Linked DNA regions of Drosophila melanogaster: region 2 is linked to region 1. The links are chromatin contacts, called in public Hi-C maps. All regions are on one chromosome and are shown on one strand. The core of a region is the stretch at or near the end of the contact, and the rest is flanking DNA. Distances in the headings are between cores, read along the strand shown.

Region 1 (7,100 bases), core at 3,276-5,775:
AGCCGGATACGGGCTACGAGATTGGGCTGTACTACATCCCATTGGCTGGACATGGAGCTGAATTGCGTGCCGGACACATGATTAAGGTGCGAACTGCCCAGAAGGTGGACGTGTATGGCTTCGATGTGACCGTTAACGTAACCAAGGTGAAGACCCAGAGTGTCGAGATCTCATGGAACGGAGTGCCCTATCCGGAGGACAAGTTCGTGCACATTTATCGTGCCATCTACCAGAGCGACGCTGGCAAGGAGGACTCCAGCGTCTTCAAGGTGGCCAAGCGGGACAGCACCACTGGTACCCTGATCATGGATCTCAAACCAGGCACCAAGTACCGCCTCTGGCTGGAAATGTACCTGACCAACGGCAACACCAAGAAGAGCAACGTTGTCAACTTCATCACGAAGCCAGGTGGTCCAGCCACTCCCGGAAAGACTGGTAAGTTGTCGGAATATTGAGGGTATAAGTATTGTCAATAGAACATAATTCCCTTTCAAGTCTTGCAATTTTTCGAAGGAGTATGTAGAGGATTTAAACTATTTGGTGAGGTGAAATTCAGTCTTGAGTTTAAATTCCAATACGCCATATTCAGTTTATTAACATTGGAATTTTATATTTTACTACATTGATTTGACAATTATTCTAATTCGACTGTGCTTTTAACAGGAAAACTCCTAACGGCGGGAACGGACCAACCCGTAGGCGATTACTACGGCCCCCTTGTGGTGGTTTCTGTGATCGCCGCTCTGGCGATCATGTCTACTTTGGCCCTGCTACTTATTATCACCAGGAGACGAGTTCATCAAACGGCATCCATTACGCCACCACGAAAAAGCGACGCTGCCTACGATAATCCCTCATACAAGGTGGAGATCCAACAGGAGACTATGAGTAAGTAAATCTCAAAATCCCAATAGACTTTCTGATAGAGTTTCTGATGCTATGATCTTGAATTCCAGATCTGTAAATGGCGCACAATGCCCTAAAAAGCAACTAGAGTTAAAGCAGATTCTTGTAAATATTGAAGGAAATGGATGTGGAAGAATAACTCAGTGTCAGTAAAGGAAAATCCTGAATCAATCACATTAAATCAGATGGAGCAAGCAATTTTCTGAAACCGGCGCAATATCAAAAAATTTGTTCAAATCGAAATGGCCGCCATGTTGAATGTAGTGGTTAAGTAATCTAAAAGCACATACCTTTTGTTAAACAATTTGTGACTTGTGTAAATAGAGAGAGATTGAGACAGAAGCAGACACCCTATAGAAGAACCAATTGACAACAGCTCCACAACTCAAATTGGCCTCGCTGGGCGTATCGATTCTATTGGCGATTTCAAAATGCATACGAGTTTAGTTAGTTTAACTTGTAAATTGTAGCTTTACACTAATCGTAATTAAAGGGCGCATCAGCATCAACAGAATCCGCAGCACCAGCAATACGATGCGTTCTTCAATTAACAGTCCATAAATATTTAAATTAGCTTTTAAAACGTACATAGATATGCATATATGTATGTATGTGAGTATGGATAAATAAAGAAAAGATAATAAAACCCAAGCAAATGTTTTTCTTATCGGATTGAACCATCAAAATTGTGTTGAAGATACAAAGTATCTGATCTTCTGATTTAAGCGTACTAAAAGTAACAGTATGTTTTATATGCATTTTAAATACTGATACTTAAATGTTTGTAAGTAAAATGAAAAATAACTTCTCCTTCAAAAAGCTTACCTACCTATTTGTCACTTTTTTAAACGACAGCTTGGTTGATACGAAGAATAAAATAATAAAGAACTCATGTCGCGATGTTTTTAAAAAAATATGTATTATCCATTTTATTAGAATTTTCGTTCATACTTCATGTCTTTCTTTTTATAAGACACTCATACAACATTAACATGTAAATCATTAATGACTTTTGCCCACTGTGTAGATAAGTTTGGAGGTTGTTTTCCATTTCCATTTTATTTTATTCATATTTTGTTTTCTTTGCTTGCAGCACCAACAATATCGATAGATGTATATACAAATGCACAACTAGATTTCGCTTTTCAGAATTCAAAATTCAAATGTTTCATACTCTAATGCCATACTAAATGCTAAAGTTCTGATTTACTTGTATGTGTAATTATAATCGAAGTAATTGTAGAGCAAAGGGGAAAAAATATTCAAATATCTTTTCGCATTTGGCGTGAACAAATCTTTGAGTTTGCTTTTCGTTAAATTATTGTACAATTAAGATATAAGAAGTTCTTCTTTTTTGGGTATTCTTGTGTAAACTTACATCATTTACTTGGCTTGGTTTTTAGTTTCGTATTTTACTTTGTTTTAATTTTAAAAGTAATCACTGTTTAGCCTCCGTTCTTTGACATTAAGTTGGTTGTGTTGCTTGTTTGTTTTGGGCAAGGCAGGAGCAGGACTTGCCGAACTCGACATAAGTGGCAATTTATGTGGTGCTGGCTGCTGTCTCACTGTTGCTGCACTGCTCGATGACGCTGTTTCCCTCCGCCTCGCTACTGGTGGTTGTGGAAGAACTGCTGTCGTCTTCGTCTTCATCCTCATCCTCATCCTCATCCCCATCCCCATCTTCATCATCATCTCCATCTTCATCGTCATCTTCGTCCTCCTCGTCATCCTCATATACAATTTCGTTCTCTATCAGTCGCATGTCCATGTCCACGCTGTAGAAGGAGTCAGTTATGACGCTTTCATCATCAGTGGTAGTCTCGTCCTCCTGTCCAGAAGTATCGTTATCAAGGTCCAAGTCATCATCGCCATGCTGCTGCTGCGGCGAGGAACCCTGGCTTCCCGCATCGATGCGCATCTCCTGCATCAGCTCCTTGATCAGCTCAGTCTCAATCTCGGTCACTCCCAGGCCCAAGTGTTGCTTGTTTACGTCCATCAGCACGTTCTTAAGGTTGCGGGCAAGAAGGCGCATGTGCTCATCACTGCAGGCGCTCGGGCTGGTCACATATCGTATATAGTCCTCCAAATAGTAGTTGTTGAAGCTATCGCGACTGGGATCACTGCTGGCGAACTGCTGGTGCGTTAGCAGCAGCTGATTAATTAACCAGTTGCGACCGCCCTTTAAAACTTCTATGGCATCCCGTACACATTGGCGGCCCAACTCGAAATTGCGGTACAGCGGGTAGGTGATCATTCGCCGCAGGAAGGCAACCAGTACGTCCCGATAGTTGTCGAATTGCTCAAAGTAGCAATAAAGCGGGCACAGTATGCTTCGCGTCCAGCCCGATTCACACGTCGGCTCATTGTTCGTCGTCCGCACATCATAGCATATGGCCAACAGAATGCTTATCAGCCCGCAATCGATCTCGTTTTGCCGAAAAACGTCGCACGGCTGCTGCTCCCGTGTCTGCATTCGGCTGATGTTGTGCAGCAGATGCGCTTGCTCCTGGGTCATGGAAGTCTCGTAGATTTTCGGTTTGTAGCGTAAAGGATTCTGGTGACCGGACGGAACCTGTAGCTCCACAAAATTTATTTTGTACTGCTCGCGGGAAAAGCGCTTCATCTCATCGACCACGCGCTCTTGCCGCCTTTGGATGGGGCTCATGCGATGTGGCTCCGACACGCGGCACGTGGCTCTGTCCAACTGTGAAAACATCTGTGTTTAGTGCGCGGAAGAGCAGGTTAACCAATTGAACTCACCTCACTCAGGTCTAGCGGTCCGCTGTATTCGCTAGCATAGCCGTACCCAAAATTGTTGGTCAGCTTGTAGGTGCGCTCGTGGTCGTCGAGCTGCAATTGGCACTGATCGGTGATTCGTTTGAGTTTCCATTCCTGCACCAGAGGCTGCTTGTCCGGCAAATTGGCACTCAGTGTGGGTAGGTGCAGGAATGCGGCTATGTACTCTTTGCGACTATTCCACTGCTTGGCTGCATCCCCCGTACCACCGCCTCCGCCTCTTTCTCCACCGGGTCCTTCCTGGGCACCCGCTGTTAGGGGCAGACAGCGCAGGCAAATTTGGTAGTGATTCTCTGTCGTGTTGAACTTTATCAACAGCGTCTTCAGCTCTCGCAAGTCGAAGGTGCGACGGCTGTGGAATCTGTCCGAAAAGGGAGTACAAGTACGCAATGATATCGCTGGAATTTCGCCACCATGGCCCACCATGGGCACGACAGATTGCCGGATGTGACTCACTTGTACAGCTTAACATCTGCGTAGAAATAAAGATCGTGCGCGTCAACGAATATATCGCAGTTTCTTATGCGATCCACATGCAACGCCTCCGCTTCCGCCAACCCCGACCCCGCTTCCTGACCAAACTCCTCACCAGCGGAAGAAGAAGCAGCAGCAGCTGCTGCTGGCTGGGCCGACTTTGAGGACTGATTCAGGACAGGCGGGCGGGGTATGATCAGCGTGCACGAGTTCTCCAAATAACTGTGTGCAATCTGTCCATTCAACATCTTACAATTTTATTACGAGACTGTTGATTGTGCTAACTACTGTTTTTTAGTATAATTTTATTTATTTTAATGACCAGTATGACCGCCTACTCGAAACTAAAAATTCCTGTTGACAGCCCCTTAGCTTACGTTACGTTTGGCTACACTTCCGACAAATCTAGCTACTTTTTAACTGCTGTTGGGGAATTTTAAGTGCTAAGTTATAAAAAAAGATTTATTTATAGTATCTTAATATTTTATATTTTTATTTATTTATTTATCATTATTTTTTTTTATTTTCAGAACTTATATGAACACATCGTAAAAGCTAAGTTCAGCTATTTCGTATTCGCTTACGTTATGGCAATCGATATTTTCCCACCTAACGCCGTAAACTCAAGTCGATTGCACGCGTTAGCTCCACTTTGTGGACGCTTTAGGACATTGCTCATACGCTCGCTCCATTTGCCAGTCGCCATTATCGATTTGTGGCAGAGGAAAAATAGAGAATTAAAAAATCGCGTTTCAGCGTTAGGCACCGGTTAGAGAGCGCATAAACCGCGGCGATAAATTGTGTAGTGATTGTGACGTAGGAACCACTAAATCTTTACTGTTAGTTTAATCGTGAGGCTCGCATAGCAGAGTTTTCCCGTTCGAAATATTCTCAATCAATCAATACCTCTCTGTCTCTCGCTCGCCCCATACGCGTGTGTGTGTGTGTCTCTCTCTCCCTCTCTCTGTATCTGCTTTCGAGTGTGTGTGTGTGTCGGTGTGGTCAGCTCCTTTGGTGCATAATTAAATTAATCAAGTAAATAAAAACCAGCGAGCGGCAGCAGAAACAACAACAGCAACAGCTTCATCATGACCATGGCAGGGCAAACGATCAACGACAGGCTGCTGGCCGCCCGTCACAGCCTTGCGGGCCAAGGACTCGCCAAGTCCGTTTGCAAGGCCACCACGGAGGAATGCATTGGCCCGAAGAAGAAGCACTTGGACTGTGAGTTGCCCTGTCTATCTCTTTCCCTTGCCCACTCTCTTGGTCTTTCATTGCGTAAATCACCGTTACATTTCCTTGTTATAACACAGAGAGAAAAGAGGCACAGCCTTGTGCTACTAGTGGAAATGTACCCATCAAACACACGAAAATATTATTGTTACTTTGTAACGCTTTAAAATTAATTTATTTTTATTTGCAAACATAAGTCGCAATAAAATCTGTTTAGAAATTAACTTAAATTTTAATAATAATAAAAATTGGAATGAATAATATACTAAAGTAAGGAGTGCCTAACAAATTAGCAAAGAAAATAAAAAATTTAAATGTAGCCTAAATATAAAAACCATCGGCACAGTTAGTACGCTGCAAAAGTAATTTAGCAACAACATTCAGATGCAACCAGTTCGGGTTTCTTGGCTTCCTCGCTCCATTTTCACGTGCCTTTTGTTTTTGTGCGATAAATCACAAAGTTTTCTGAAAACGAAACCACTGATTACGGTCCACAAAGTCCCACAAACACAAACCACCACCCTCAAATTGCATCTGTGGCTCAGCTGCTGGTGTTTGTGGACTCCGTTCGTCATTGATTGGACTCCCCTCTCTTTCTACCAACACACTCTCTCTCTCTCTCTAATGTTACGTCACTTTCCCACGGGTGCACGTGTGTTTGTAGGGGCTTTGAATGGCTTAAAACGCCTACGAAAGCAGGGATTGTGTTTGTCACGGTGTCATTGCTTGTTAAATTTATGCAAGAGTCTTCCCTAATTTGCTGGATTTGCTTACACGTTTGAATTTTGCAAATACTTCTAAAGAGCTCCATATCCTAACGACATTCATTCCCGTTGGAATCTGTTTTTTTGGCTAGTTTTGCTCGCATTTTGACCCCCTTTTATTTAGCTTGTTGGCACTTTTCAGATGACTCATCAGATATGGCTACGAGTAAATGGGAATAAAAGAGGGCAATATTGTGGGGCGTTACTTGTCACATAAACATTGTATTGCAGTTGCCGCAAACCAATTTCCAATATAACCCAAAATTTGGCCACATGTGCTGTTTATTCAAGTTGATTACTTTATCCAAAACGTTATGCTCAATTCAGTTACCAAAAGTCTAAATAAATTAAACCTGAGTTAAAAGTCAGTCCGTACATTTTACAAGACGTCAGCAGGTAGCATGAAATATATTTCTTCTACCTATTTTCTCTATTTTCTTTTGTTAACAACTTTTGTCCTATGATAAAACCAGTTGTGTGTTCACGGAAACAACAGCACTTAATGAGCTTTACACCGATTGAAAAGATCCCAGAATATTTCAACCAGCTACACAAGTGGGCAATAATAATTAAAATTAAGTATCAATGGTCCCCCACTACAGTGGAGTCTCGATACCCGACACATTTATTTATTTATGTATTTAAGAGCATAAGCATGCGAATTGACCCCAGCGATAACTACGCTACAGAAGTCGCCAATCGCTTTTGGTATCCGAGCACTGTAAATATTTTCGAAATATATGTGAATCAGTGAAGATTTCAAAAAGGGCGGATACGAATTTTAACTAAATAACTCATTCAAAATGTCTTAACTACTCAGCGATTTCAACGTTTTGTCATAAAGTGACACCCCCAGGCCACTGTGCTCGTTAAGAAACTCACCAGTTTCGTTTACAAGGACCGATCAATTTTCCACATTTACTGTTT
Region 2 (7,100 bases), core at 2,331-4,830, 1.2 Mb after region 1:
ATTCCCATTGCGAATTAACGTCACCATGGTAACGGCAACGACATCGTAGAGGCTAAATAGTTTTATTTTTAACTAAGCACACATATATGTTTACAACTTTTCTGTTCTGTCGGCCGATCGGCGGCGACTATCTGCTGCTTGGCTTTGTGCCCGATTCCTTCTTTCGAGTGCTAATGACATTGTCATAGTGCAAAACAAATGGACAGCTGTGCACGCTTCGCGCTGCCTTCACGTGAGTGGGTGGGCCAAACAGTTCACCTGGGCTGGTTCAGGTGGGGTTTAGGAGTCATCTGTAGGACTGATAAGTTAGCAAAGCTAACAAAGTTCTCAAGTGGTTATCAGTCAAATAAACAAGTTATGTAAAGTTGGTGGTTGAGGGAAGCTAAAAATATCTAACTTGTAGACACTCTATCTATATATATATATATATACCATATATATACCATACCATATATATATATATATATATATAAATATTAATAATGATATTTTGATTACGGTTGTCATAGTTTTTGTGTGATAACAGAAATGAAAACTTATAATTTAGCTGTTTGCCCAGCAGCAGTTTCAGTATTCGAAATATTTTTAAGGTTTTTATTTAGACGTTTTGATAGAGAATGGAATGTGTGTGCTTTCTGAGGAGCATGGCGAAATGCTTTCAGTTTCTACGAACCACTTGGCTTGGGGGTGCCGAGAATAGAACAACAGCATTTGCCCCGGTAATGAACTTTGTAATGGGTCCGAAAGATACAACTTAACGATCGCACCTTGGCGACAACAGGTCGTCGGCATTGCATTTGTGTGCGGATGGCACTTGAGTATACATAGGCACACCACACAGATACACAGATTTTGAGTTGGCTTTCGGTTTTAATTGTCCGACATTTTCGCCGAATGCCTTTGTTTGCAGTTTGCTGTTGCCAGGCGCCAAAATGGTGACTGCAAATGAAATGCAAACTTTGGCAGGCGGGAAAATTGCTTTCGAATGTTTCGTTTTTTACTCGCTTTTTATTGGGCATTTCCCTTTCTCGCCGGCCGGTGCCAACGCTCCAAATTCACTGCCCACGGAACCCGGATTGCACACTCCGCCTTGGGTTTTCCTCCTTTTCCGGCGCCCACACACCACAAATTGAATTATTTACAGTCTGGCCTCGAAAAACTGTGTAGCTTACAGAAAATGAACTTTTTCTTGGGAAAAATGTCATATATATATATATTTACATCGTGATCTAATTTGAAATCTAGCTATTTCAAAACAAGTTAACGAAACAAATTATAACGTTGTAGAGGTCATACTGTATCTTCTGGGGACAGCGGAATTTTTTGATTGTATTCACGTGCCGAGGTAAACCGTTTCAGTTCAAGTAAAACCCCCAGTAAGGTGGATTTCAGTTTCGAAATTTCTTGATAAGCTCGCTCGTGCAATAACGATAAAATACGAATGGCGATAAGACAGGGCCAAAATGCAATGCGGACGCGATCAGCGGCTATAATTGCGTTTTTTTTATGCAACGCGACCGCATATTTGGAATTTTTTATGTCGTGCCCAGAAACCGACCAAAAAGATGAATGGACGAGCTTGGAAGCTCAGATTTTAAGCTTTTTCCCGCAGCTGCAATCGTTTTGAGCTCTAAAAGAGAAACCCACGTTTTCACAGAGCCGTCTGAAAGTAATGAGAGCCATATAAATAAAATATTTGGTCTAGCTAGAAAACATCATCAGATCAAAAAACCACTTGGCTAGTTTCCAGAACTTTCTAAATAGATCAAAGATCCAATTGTTATTACATATATACTACATTAGTTGCAGTTGATAACACTATCGAAACATTGCTGCAATGCATTGAAATGACATTGAAAATGATTAAATGGAAAACCCCCTTGAAAAAATTTCAACTGCTTCTCTGCCAGCACCAGCACCAGTTGTCCATCTGGTTTGCCGGCTTTGGAACGCAGCTGCAATAATACAGAGCATAATTGCATTTATTTTTAGACACCCACTGCAACTGCACTGCATCCGCTGAAAGTTTCCACATTCCACGCCGATTTCCATATGCCTCAGCATGTTGCTCATACGCCCGAGTCACCGCTTGAATGTGGATGGGGGGCTTGCCTTGGCGAATTTTTGGTAAACAACAGCATAAAATCATGCGTAATAAACTTACAGCTACGCGTTGCTACGTGCCGAAAGTCTCGCAGTTCCCCGGCTTCCAGGTTCCACCACCTTTTTCCAAGCGTGTGACAGTGAATACTGACAAAAAATGTATTTGTATCTAAAAAATGGAAGCCAAACTGTGTCAGAGCAAACGTTCAAAAGAACTAAATTCTGGATGAGCGTTAAGAATATACGTTAAAATACACAAATTTATTTGTCAACAGCATAATTTAATAGTTAAGTAAGACATATGCTGTAATATGGGGTTACATTTTTTTCAGTGCTAGATTGTGGATGGTATTGGATCTCTTTCTTATGACGCTTGTTGTTCGTTCGTCTCGCTCGCACAACCGGCGGCCTTGTGGGGACACCTTGTTTTTTTTTTGTTATGCTGGAAAAAAACTCATTTAATAATAATAAATAAAGGCGACTGACAAAAGAGTGAGATTGATAAACAAAGAGCGCCGCGCTGATCGATTCGCTTGGCAACCCGTTTTAACGGGACAACGCTCCATAAAACACCAGCCAATACAAAACTATACTATATATACTCAGATACAAATAAAGCAAATTCTGAAACTGCAGCTGGAGTTTTATCTCCGTTCACATCGCGGAAGTCGGCGAGGGGTGTTTCAAAAATATGACCCTCACACCCACGAGGCGGAAGTTTGCCGCAAACAGACATTCGGGAAAATAATTAAAGCAAACAAATAATGCATTTACATGCATGTTCCGTGGGCACATCAAAATGCTGGCTCTTTGTAGAGAATTTTAAATTATTGGCGATCGGGAATTATATGAAAAAATAACTTACACCTGTAAAACTTTTCTTTTCCTTTTTGTTGCTTAAAAAGAAACTCATTTCATAGTGATTGTGGGTTTCATAGCAAGTTTACAAGCTCTTGATTCTCTTATCAATACATATTTTCTAATGATAAGTATCAGCGAAACTGTTATGACATTTGTGGCATTGAATTCTTTTATAGTTTCCCTGCACATTTATTTATGTATTTCCCCAATTGGCGTGTAACATAGCAAAAAGAAAATCAATCAAATTCAATGCTAAAGGGATTTCTTGCCTGCAGCCTAAATTGGCATGCGAACCGGTCTTGTTTACAAACAAATAGTACGTGAAATTATAAGTAGAGGCAGTAAGCTGATAAGAGCGCGTTACGAAACTGTTTCGAAGAAGAACAGCAGTTGGCCAGCAGCTGATAAGAAGGTGAGACAAAGAAGCAAAAATGCCACGCTGCGATAAGCGTGGCGCCTTAAATCGTAAAGTTCTTTTAACTGATGTATTTCGGTAACATAGGCTAATAGCGAATTTAAATTGGCGCCCAGTAGTATTGGGTGTTTATCGATTGACATTCAGGGCTACCTGCCTCGAGAACAGAAGAGCTATCGATAGGCAGGTTGTACAGGGATTTTTTAGTGATAAAGTAGAGTGGTTTTTTCTGCGTCTTTTTCCACGGAAGCTGTTAGTTAAATGAAAAGTAATTTAATTGCAGCAAACTGTGGCTTTAATTAAAAAGGTTTCTCTGAAGGTAAAAAGTACTTTTTCCGTTGAATGCAATTCTTCAAATGTGAACATGCTTAAGTGAAACGCGTGAAATTCCAGAGATTTGCCCATTTTGGCAATATAGGTGTTGTTGTTTTTGTGCTGCGATAGCGCTGCGCAGATCGTCTTCTTGGCTGAAAATCAACCGGATCTGGCTAGAAGGCCGCCAAGCGAGCAGAGCTTAAAGCCAAAAGACACAGATTGATCATTTCTATATGTTTTTGCAGTGTTTCACTCGCCGTGATCAGAAAACGTTGTACACCAGGTGCAACAGGTGCCGTTGTTCGCAAGTGAAAACCAGTTGAAAGCAACTAAAAAAGAAAAGCCCACAGAATGCCGCCCGTGCAGTAAGCAGAATGTTCCGCCCCACTTTCTTAACGTCCTTGTCTTCAAAACGCCCACATATTGCATCATTTGGCAGCATAATAATCATCGTTATCCATTCGCACAAATAAGCATTTCGCTAATTAATAAAAAAATATAACTAATTCAGGCTAGCAGTGCCTATCATTCATGCCCTAATCCAGCGTTAACCCTCTGCCAGTGATGGTGGTGCTTTGGACCCCCATTCAATGCAATTTTCCTGCCAGATGTTTACTCCATCGATGACGTCATGGTCATATTCAAATTTATTTTTAAACGCCGCCACTCGAGTGTGTGTGTGTGTTTGTGCGAGAGTGCGTGTCTGTGTATTGTTTACTCTTCGTATTTTTGTGTGTATTCGTCGGATTTGATTATGATGAGTGGGCCGCTGTTGTGTTGGCGGCAAACCCAATTCCAATTGGATGCTTGAATTTGTAACCCCTTTTGGAGGCCAAGGAATGTTCAATGACTCAACCAGTAATGGGGAGTTGATAGTTACATCTTATTATATATATTGTTTATATACAAACTTTTCAAATGGCGCTCCTGCTTGTAATAATTACTTCAATTACTCATTATAGCCATTCATTGTTATCCAGCTTAAAGCGAATATGATAGTTCTTCGTATATATTTTATATATGTATATATAACCTGTTCCGAAACGATATATCACCAAGCCATCACATCTGCAGCGTATCACGCTTGATATCCAACTGCCATGCGACACTCTCTGTAATGAAAGCTAAACTTCCACGGAATGCCAGAAAGCTTTTTGGCTGTGCATTCGAAGGAAATATGATTCAGACATCGTCAACAGAGCCGGCAAGCGATAAGTCTCATTGTTTTGTCCAGTTTCTCATTTCACGCCCTGCCCTAAAGTCGTTTTTCTTTGCGCTCAAGCTATAACCATGATGTACTCTAAGGCTGAAGTGTAATGGCCTCTGAATTGGTTAGTTACTTACCAACAACTGATCCTGATCTTCTTCTTAATTCACAGAGTCCAGGCAGCGAACATGTCGCTGGGTGCCATGCATTGTACGCGATGTGCCGACGGCTTCGAGCCGACTGAGAAGATTGTTAACTCCAATGGAGAACTCTGGCACACCCAGTGCTTCGTGTAAGTAAACCTCAATGTAGTTGTTTCACTAATACCCTCACTAATAAACATTTTCTAGATGTGCCCAGTGCTTCCGACCCTTCCAGGATGGGATATTCTACGAGTTCGAGGGCCGTAAGTACTGTGAACGCGACTTTCACGTGCTCTTCGCTCCCTGCTGCAACAAGTGCGGCGAGTTCGTCATCGGACGGGTCATCAAGGCCATGTCAGCTAGCTGGCATCCACAGTGCTTCCGCTGCCAATTGTGCGCCAAGGAGCTGGCTGATTGCGGATTCATCAAGAACCAGAACCGCGCCTTGTGTCACGAGTGCAATGCCAAGGTGAAGGCGGAGATTACCGGCCGCTATGTATGCCAAAAATGCCAGTAGGTTTCAAAGGCTTTAGGTGAAAACATGTTGCTAATTACTCTGCTTTTCAGCGGCCTCATCGACGAGGAGCCTTTGCGATTCCGGGGCGAAGTGTACCACGGCTATCACTTCAGTTGCACGGCCTGCGGCACAGAGTTGGATTCCACTGCTCGGGAGGTCAAGAGCCGGCCAGGATTGGCTGCTAACGATATGGTGGGTTTTTTTTTCTTTAGCAAATAAGAAGCAACTGAATTATTATTCCATTATAGAACGAACTGTATTGTCTGCGTTGTCACGATAAAATGGGCATTCCCATATGTGGTGCCTGTCGTCGTCCGATTGAGGAGAGGGTGGTAACGGCGCTCGGAAAGCACTGGCATGTGGAACATTTCGTGTGCGCCAAGTGCGAGAAACCCTTCTTGGGTCACCGACACTACGAGAAGCGGGGATTGGCCTACTGCGAGACGCACTATCATCAGCTCTTTGGCAACCTGTGCTTCGTCTGCAACCAGGTTATTGGAGGCGATGGTGAGTAACTTAATTGAACTATATTCTGGGTTTATTTAATGCGCTCATTCCATAATGCCAACAGTTTTCACTGCCTTGAACAAGGCCTGGTGTGTGCACCACTTTGCGTGCTCCGTGTGCGACACGAAGATGACACAAAAATCGAAATTCTACGAGTACGACGAGAAGCCGGTGTGCAAAAAGTGCTATGACCGATTTCCAAACGAACTCAGACGACGTCTGCGCACCGCCCACGAGATGACAATGAAAAAGAACACCTAATGCCTTGGAGCGAGTCTCAGATCCACACCAAACAGTGCCTTTGTCGTTGTAGACCCGCTTTCACTACCATTTTTAACATTTGAGAAACTAAAACCAAACAAACTAAAACCTCTTGTGCATGTCCTTTCCGTCTGTTGTAATCCGGTTGTGTGTAACTTAAATTTTAAATCGAGAATCAACGGCATCAATAGCTAGGGAACATAACATTGTGTATTAAAAGCCTTTAACGTTGTTATTTAATGGAATTTTATTTATATATAAATGTTTTTAAAATTATAAAACGTAATGCTTATTCGCAATAACTTCGTAATGTGTTTGACCCGATTTAGTTGTGGTGTCAAGTAAATGGCATTTGATGCACTTAAAATTTACAAGCTCAACAGCTTCTGAATAAGACTTCCCGATTTAATTACGGCTATATGGTTGATATATTTGATACTATCAATATGAACTGACTGATGGACCTTCAAAACCTCAGCCAGATAGGAAACCTGTGCTGCATTCGGGTTGTGCGGGAATTCTATAAAGTGTTTGTTCAAATGTTATGCTCAAGACAAATGTTTAATATCCATACCGTCAATCACGCAAAGGTTTGTGGCACAGGGAGCGGTGAAGTCTAATGGATAGCGACGGATATCCATTTCGGTTATGTCCTCTACATTCGTGTAATCGAGGTACATTACCCGGTACTTTGTCTGCTGCCGTGGAACAACTATAATCTGTTCCACTTTGCCACGATACCAGGAACCCTCAAATCTGGCAAGCACATAT

Evidence for each region. A called contact is a pair of places that touch in the nucleus more often than the background predicts.
Region 2: a contact with region 1 is called in a Hi-C map of the Kc167 cell line, with 1.8 times the contacts expected there. The contact joins the promoter of stck here to the promoter of CG10055 in region 1. A contact is called at or near these places in 3 of 107 Hi-C or Micro-C datasets (the Kc167 cell line, embryo and gastrula embryo).

The regions. Positions count from the first base shown.
Region 1 is chr3R:7,182,148-7,189,247 of dm6, forward strand. CG10055 reads right to left here and starts at 4,526. Exons shown (of 3, transcript NM_141446.2): 1 at 4,159-4,526; 2 at 3,667-4,063; 3 at 1,954-3,610. The coding sequence starts at 4,424. The coding sequence ends at 2,447. lap (like-AP180) reads left to right here and starts at 4,847. Exons shown (of 11, transcript NM_079528.3): 1 at 4,847-5,400. The coding sequence starts at 5,265. It overlaps sas (stranded at second), which reads left to right. Exons shown (of 11, transcript NM_001275408.2): 9 at 1-435; 10 at 664-888; 11 at 957-1,555. The coding sequence ends at 964.
Region 2 is chr3R:8,353,398-8,360,497 of dm6, forward strand. It overlaps stck (steamer duck), which reads left to right and starts at 3,581. Exons shown (of 6, transcript NM_079554.4): 1 at 3,581-3,698; 2 at 5,074-5,193; 3 at 5,252-5,557; 4 at 5,612-5,753; 5 at 5,810-6,068; 6 at 6,133-6,567. The coding sequence starts at 5,090. The coding sequence ends at 6,329. Veneno (veneno) reads right to left here. Exons shown (of 6, transcript NM_141540.3): 5 at 6,904-7,100; 6 at 6,561-6,849. The coding sequence ends at 6,698.